Linked DNA regions of Zea mays: region 2 is linked to region 1. Evidence: chromatin contacts called from public Hi-C data. All regions are on one chromosome and are shown on one strand. The core of a region is the stretch at or near the end of the contact, and the rest is flanking DNA. Distances in the headings are between cores, read along the strand shown.

Region 1 (3,876 bases), core at 49-2,548:
ACTGTGCTCCACTCGCCACCTACAGCAGTTCAAAGCTGTGGATGGTGCATGATCAATTATGAGGAACCAATCTGAGCATGGATGATATTTGATTTTCCTACCATGATTTACTTTGCATAGCCTTGGACGTGGTGTCCTGTGTGACATGTGTTATGTTCCTTTTGTTTCCAAACTTTGAAACTCCGATGGGTGTTTATGGTAGGGGTGTCAGATGTGGCCGTTGATCTCTGGTATGTAACAAACCTGAACCATCACTATGGTCCTGAATGAAATGCTGATGGACCAGGGTAATCTGCTGGAATTGCAAAAAACTTCAATGTTGACATCAAATCAAATGACTGTTGTTGCTTGAAATCTATAATTAAGCATAGTATATGAACAAATTTGCTTCTAGACAAACAACAAAAACATACTAGAATAAACCAAATGAGGGACATCTTTTCCTGGCACAACATATCCCAACCCGCAGTGAGAAGCAACGTAAAATTATCCCTAATAAACTTGCACTAAAAATACAAGCACTACATTCAGTGAATTCCATCACATATTATACTACCATCAGTTACCATTACCAATCCCAGCAGCACTAGCTCTCAGACCAGCACACAACAAAATTCACCAAACTGTGTCCCAACTCTTCCTCAAAATAAACCACCTCCGTGCACAATGGCATCTCCGGTATAGCATTTCACGCAGTTACTGCAACTAAGATATCGAGACACTCAGTGAGACTGCAAAAACCGGAGTTCCACACAGAGAAATAGAGAATTCCGCTGAAAACCCACGAAAAATCGCATCCTTTCGCCACTAGCACTCGCAAGACGCGACCTTCGACACTGAAAATGGCGTTATAGAGCAAGATCTAGGAGATGTCTGACCTGCTCGTTCGCGATCAATCATGGCCGTGGGCGATCCCGCGGCGCTGCACCATCCGGATCAGAGCGCCCCCACACCACACGACCTGATCTCCGGGGGAAGAAAAAAGAAAAACCCAACAAAAGGGAGCATGACAAAAGCAACAGATCAGCACAGATCGAGCAGTAGAGGGGTTCGGCGGCAGGAGATCGAGCGTGAGATAGGGCCGGGCGGTCGGCGGACGTACATGTGACAGCGAGAGCCGGAAGGAGGAGGGGACGGAGGAACAGAGCGGCGCGGCCACCACGCGATGACGAACCCCTCCTGCTCCTGCTTCCCCTTCCCTTCTCTACTCACAAAGCCGCACGGAGACGGGATCGGGTGCGCACGCCGAACAGCGCGAATGGTGGTGATCCAATGGCTGGCTGACACGCGTGGTTTCTCTTACTTCTGGTGGCGGTTACCGGCGGTGGCGCGGAGAGAGGAACCGGTGTTTAATAGAGACGGCGACCAACGGGCCTCTGCGTTATCTTTTTTATTTGAGGTTTCCCAAACAACCATAGACTTTGTCCAGCTTTTACAATCTAGACCACCCTAAATTCTATAATCTACGAAACTGACCCAATTAAACTTTTTTCAACTTCTAGACATCCAAAGACAAATATGTCCCTCACTATTTCTCTCTCCACTAAGGAAACGTTTCTTTGGGATTATAATAATCTAACTTATTTTGAACTAACATATAGTTTAAAATAAGTTAGATTATATAATCTAGATAGATTAGAGCAACTCCAGTAATTCCCTAAAATACTCGCTAAATCTCTATTATCTATTAAGCCAATAACGTAGACCACATCCGTGCCCCCCGCCTGCCCCGCGCCATGCCCACACGCCCGTCCCCTCGAATGCCGCCCTGCACCTGCCCCGCGATGCAATCCCCACCCCCGGCGCCCACCCATCGCACACGCCTGCTACGTAGCCATGAGGAGAGTGAGGGAGGCATCAGGGAGCAGGGAGCGATGGCAGGGTGAGAGATCGACGGCCACGACGGCGGGGCGGGGACCAACATCGTCTTCACGCTCCCGCTCGCCTTCCTCCTCATACTCCTCTTCAGCGATGGCCACCACCTCACCACCATTGCTGTTGTAGGAAGCGAAGGTGGATCCGGTCTCGTCTGCCCCCACCCCCGTCCCCATCTTGGTTGCATTTCCGTAATGGCGTTGGGCTCCTCTCGCTCCAAAATCGACCAGGTAAGCCCTAACCCTAGCACCAGGCTGCATTCCCCTCCCTACATCCGAGCCCTACTCCTCCCTGTGGTCTTCCCCACCGTAGTTCTTCTCGGACAAGAAGCGGTGGCCCTTATCGTGCAAGGACGACCCGCTGCGACTCGGGTCGCATACTCACATCATAGCCCCGACGGCGTTGAGGGGTCCATTGACGGGCACCTCGTCCGGTCTCCTTCTACATGTGCCATGGTGGCGGCCTTGATGTCTCCAACAGCCTCGCTAAGAGGTGAGGATGCAGGCACCAGGCGGAGTGTGTCAGCCACAATGGGCGTTGATGCTGCTACCTCTACTCTGGTGCTGCCGACGATGGGGGGTGACGTGGCGGTTTGGACCACAGGTGTTGGGGACTTGTTCTCAAATGCTTCAAGAACAAGGCAACATAGAAAATGTTAATCGGTTAAGTCCTTCGTCCTACGAAGCATTATTTCCCTTGGGATATAATGATTTTCGGACGAAGGTCACAAAGGGCGAACCTTTATAAATGCATTACATATTGACGAAGAATGAATTACAAGAAACATAAAGAATTACGTAGATCATCATATATCATTATTATATATAAATAAAAATAACATTGAGTTACAGATGTACCTCCAATTTGAAGGAAATGAAAGTACAAGCGTGACGCAAAAGTGAACACCAAATCAGCGTGAACAGTACGGGGGTACTGTTCACCTATTTATAGGCACGGGGTACAACCCATACAAAATTACGTACATGCCCTTTACATTTGGTGGTAATTCTATAGTAATCTATCGAGGTCTAAATGGCCTTTTCATCTTCAAGTCGGTTCCCTTTTCTGCGAACATGCTGAAGCTTTCCTGCTTCACAGCTTCGGCGCTGTGTCAACCTTCGTATCTTTTGAGCTTCTCCCTCTCTGATACGAGTCCGAAGATACCTGTTCACACATTATACTCTAGAAACACTGTTAAATCATGTTTTTGAGGACCTTCGGAAGCCGAAGGCCCCCAACAGTAGCCCCTCGCAATATTAATTTGTTAAAATAATAAATTTAGATTGCGACATGGACGAAGGCTTTAAGCCGAAGGTCCGAAAAAACACCTTCCCTTTGCTAGAATAGCAACATTCACTGACAGGCGGGGTCTTTCCATTTTTACCGCACCGAGCGTATAAATAAGAGCATACCGCGAGCTCATTTGGTACGCTCTCTTGTCACTTGCTCTCGCTCGCTCGATTTTTAGCTTTTGCGCGCTAAGATTCCCTGAGTCTTTAGTTTTAAAGCTTCGGCTTTGAAAACAGTTTTTTAGTATTTCCGAAGATGTCTGGAGACAAGAAAGCTGTTACTGAGACGAAGCTGTCTCTTGATGAGGAGAAAAACTTGGGGTTTCTTATAGCGATGTCGAAGACAAACACGGAAAAAATTACCAAGGAAATTCTGGAAGGCTTGTCTGAGGATACTGGTGACAGTGACAGTTATGATGTGGACAGCGGTAGCGAAGACTCCGAAGATCGTCCCTGGCGACCAAGCCATTCAGTTTATGGTAAATCAACTATCAAAGAGAATCATCTTGTCAACATGAGAGGAAGGTATTTCCGGGATTTGTCCATTGTGAGGGCCGATGAAGGAGAGAAGACTTGTCCACACCCTGAAGAAAATGAAGTCGTAGTATACCGAAGCTTTTTGAAAGCTGGGCTACGATTTCCCTTGAGTAGCTTCGTCGTGGAGGTGTTGAAAATCTTCGAAGTCTATCTTCATCAACTTACTCCCGAGGCA
Region 2 (4,030 bases), core at 577-3,076, 610 kb after region 1:
GAGCTATGTATGGTGAACAAGTTTCTTGTGGAGTATTGAGTCTGGTGCTGTGTAAAACCTGCAGTAAAGTGCTCTCAAATTTCTGCTACCAATATGTGGTTATTTCAGTTAACTAAAACTAAAATTCAGTGAACTGTGTTGACTTTAGGGCATTATAACTTATGATCCATATGTTTTTGGCCCTGGGATATTATAATCAACCTGAAGATCTATAATTGGAGAGCAAAGTTGCTCAATTGAGTTTGGCCTTCCCTTGTTTAGAATGTGTGAAAAAAAAGACTGAACAGAGGAAGGTGCAGTTAGAGTTCAGACTTCAGAGATTGGTTCAATAAAGATCTAAAAAAATCTGATGCCACTACGGGCTCTAGTTTCTTCTGATGTGTGGGAGGTAAGATGCGGGTTGTGGGAGGTAAGATGTGGGTGGGCCTGGGAGTTCCATGTGGTAAATATCAGCGCACTATGATTATCCACGGTGATTCCCCCTGTCTGTCTGTCCTTAGTTTTGCACGCCGATGGGGAAATCTATCGCTTTACTGTATTTTATTTCCTCCACGTGCTGCCCATGCAACAAGGATGCGTGTCCCAGCTCATACCTCTACTGGTTGGTTGAGGCCTTGTTATCACAATAGGAACAAGCGCAGAAGTTTTCTTTTGTCCTCCCCATTGCTATGTCTCTCAGTTTGGAGCCACTTCTCCACCGTCTTACAGTCACTATATAAGTCTAGCGTGTGATTGTTCAGTTTGTTATCATGTCATCCAGTTGGTCATGATCTTGCCGAGTGCATGGCCGAGGTGGTTGTCCATCTTCTTCCCCGCCATAGGTGACCACGCCGGCCGATTCTCTATCTCCTCGTGGCCAGCACAGACCAAGGTGATCCTAGCTTAGTTTAGGGTGTGTTCTATGGCCCTTTGGGTTCCATGTAAACAGGGACAAAAAGAGATCACAAAAAGAGATAGAGACACACTGTTTAGGGTTAGGGTTTACGACCTAACCCTAATCGGTACATCTGTAAACAGGGACAAAAAGAGATCACAGTAGCTCGGAATTTTATTTAAATTTACAGACAAGAAACAGTCAATAAAACAGAAACCACGTACAGATTATGTGTACAGAGCATTATCAATATAATCCATGTATTCGTTGTCAGTCAAAGGTACAGAAATTTCATTCGCAGAAAAATAATAGAGCTCGGGTACAACAAATCCGAGGTTCGATCTGTGCGGTGGTATAAATAAAAAAATTAATAATATCAAGAGCTCTATACGATTGGAGGAAGGGGGTCGTTTTCTCCTGTAGTTCCAAACAGAAAGAGGATCTCGGAGTAGGAGTTAGGACAGAATCCCCAACTCGTATCGAGTTCCAGAAGCCCTAATGAACCGAGTTCGTTATTTTAAAAAAACAGTAAAATAATGAAAGGGATTTTATCCCTGAGAGCTCGGCAGAAATCACTACAACCGATCAGATCACGAACAAAAATCGGAACAGATTTCGAAAAAAAGGAGACAGCAAAAGGTCAGCTCGGGCTCTGTGGCGCACAGCCCAATTGAAGGGCTCGGTCGGCCAGGAACCAGAGTTCCCTGGCGGCTGAAGTTCTGCGCGGGTGACAGAACGAAAACAGAAGACAAAGAAGTGAAAAGGGAGGCGCGCCGTTGGCCAGGCGCCGGTGCTTCCTGGCGGCTGGGGAGGAGAATAGAAATGAAGTTAGGGTTTACAGCCTCTCCGAAATCTCCGCCCTTTATAGCCTGCGCGCAAGAAGCTGGACCGTCGAATCGGATTCGATGGCTGAGATCAAGTGGAGGGGAGGGGAGGCCGCGTGGGCCAAAAACACGGCCTGGGCCCAGGTTGCGGCCCATTGCGCGCGCCCCTTCCTCCAGTAGGCCGAAAGGCCACGTCCAGGCTGGGCCGACCAGGCCGAAATGACCTCCAATTTTTCCTGTAATTTGTTTTCTATTTCCAGAAATTAGAAACACAGAAAAGAAATTAGAAAAATAGTGCAGAAAATTCAGAAAATATCTTAGAAATATTTTTCAGTTATAGAAAATTACAGAAATATTTATGGACTATTTTATTCTGCTGCGTACTTTGGTACTTTATTCAATATTTTATGCAATTTTTCAGTTGATTATGAAACCAACGTTGATTAATTTATTGTCTAAATTGCATAGAATTCAGAAAATTTGTGGTAATTGAATATTCTAACCAACGTTAGATATTGTTACCGCATTTTGAACAGAAATATACATATTCTAGATCATCCAACGATGGTTTTAGAATTTTAGAACCAGATTATTATTTGTTTTTTTATGCACTATTGTTTATTATGAAGCCTACGTGGATTAATTATCTTTAAGTGCATAGAAATTCAGATTTTTTTTGTGGTGATTGAATATTTTGACCAACGTCGAATATTGTTGTCACATTTTATACAAGAATTAAATTTTCTAGATCATCCAACGATGGTTTAGAATTTTAGAACAAGAAATTCTGTAGATCAGACATGGTTATTATTTGACCAACGTCGAATATTTAATTCATGCAAGTTCTATGTTTCAGTATTTACTTCAGACGTCCTAAATATTTTCTGTTTTACTTTGCAAAAGTGCACATATTGGCCTACTAGTTGGTCAGATAAGGTAGATTAAACCGTTATGTGGTATTTATTGTCACTTATGGCGGGAAAAGATTGAAATGGTAACTACAGTGGATGAAATAGATTCCTCATTGTGTTCTGAGAAACCCATTAAGCCTACAGTAGGCTCACCTTAGGATGACCTTAAGATGGCGCAGTACAGCATCTATAAGGTCAACTGAAAAAGATCCAAGTGTAATGTACTTGATCATAATAAGAGTCTCATCCAGGATCCTATTGAGGGTGCTATTCCAGAATATGAGACATTTCATGATCAGTAAAACACCTGTCTAAATGGACAAGTGCTATATAGATCAACTCGTGACATAGTTTGTCTAGGAGGAAAGGTTGATAAGTCAAATAAGTGATTCTATCAATCTTCCCAAACTAAGAATCCTCAAACAGAACAAGACCTCTAAGAAAGGTTCAAGAATAAGATCAAACATGATCACGATGTTTTCTATATGCAACAATCAGACTGTTTCTCAGATCCCCTGAGACCTGCCTCTATTGCAAGAAGACAGGGCATACAATAGAAAGTGTTCAGAATTCCTGCAATAGATGCTACAGAATGTAATTCCGTATAAACCTAAGGCTCCCAGAGGGCTGAAAACAGTTACAGTGGTTAACGGAAAGCAAGCAGACACTTAACTTCAGTTTCGTGATTAAACAATCAGCACATCCAACATCACTTCGGTGATAGAGACTGTGTTATTCAGTTTTGATAATAAAGATGTTGGCCTCGCCATCTGATGAGACATGCTTTATTTATCTTCGCACAGTGGTGCTAGATACGCCAGAAAATAAACCAGCCAACATTGGCAGGAGTAAGAAAACAATGTGATGGAGAAACCTCGTCGAAATTATGGTACTATCGTTTGGGCCATATTTCGAGGGGGAGAAAAGAAGTCTCGTTAAGGGATGGATTCTCCATCACCTAGACTTCACAGACTTAGAGCAATGCAGAGATTGCATGCACAGTACGAGAGTGTTAGAAATTATTCATATAGATATATGTGGTCCTTTTCCAGTTAGGACAGTAGATGGGTTTGACTTGTTCATAACCTTCACAGATGACTACTCTCGCTGCGATTATATTTGCCTTTTTTTAAGGGACAGATCATAAGATGTAGACAAGTTTAAATAGTTCAAGGGTGATGTAGAAAAACAACACGATTTGAACACAAAGATTGTCATATCAAATCGTGTGGGGGAGTAATGTGGGCACCATACTGAGTATGGACAGGTCCCAGGATCCTTTCGCGAGGTTCCTAAGTGAAAACAGTATTGTAGCTCAGTATTCAACACCTGGTGAACCGCAACAGAATGTGGTTTCCTAAAGGCGTAAGAAGAACACTGATGGACATGGTAATGAGTATGCTTAGTTACTCTAACTTACC

The links. Hi-C and Micro-C count contacts between places; a contact is called where the count stands out from the background.
Region 2: a Hi-C map of ear shows a contact between it and region 1, with 2.2 times the contacts expected there. The contact joins the enhancer-like site here to the promoter of LOC100280343 in region 1. A contact is called at or near these places in 2 of 25 Hi-C or Micro-C datasets (ear and endosperm).

Annotation. Positions count from the first base shown.
Region 1 is chr3:45,696,117-45,699,992 of Zm-B73-REFERENCE-NAM-5.0, forward strand. LOC100280343 reads right to left here and starts at 1,299. Exons shown (of 5, transcript NM_001153269.2): 1 at 1,103-1,299; 2 at 879-961. The coding sequence starts at 900.
Region 2 is chr3:46,306,470-46,310,499 of Zm-B73-REFERENCE-NAM-5.0, forward strand. No RefSeq gene overlaps it. Among protein-coding and RNA genes, the nearest start is that of LOC100285258, 140 kb to the left of the region's middle. Within about 2 kb of position 1,827, at least 19 of the 20 cell types and tissues checked have an H3K27ac peak or open chromatin away from gene starts, as enhancers often do. A contact at or near this core is called in ear, where this site is marked.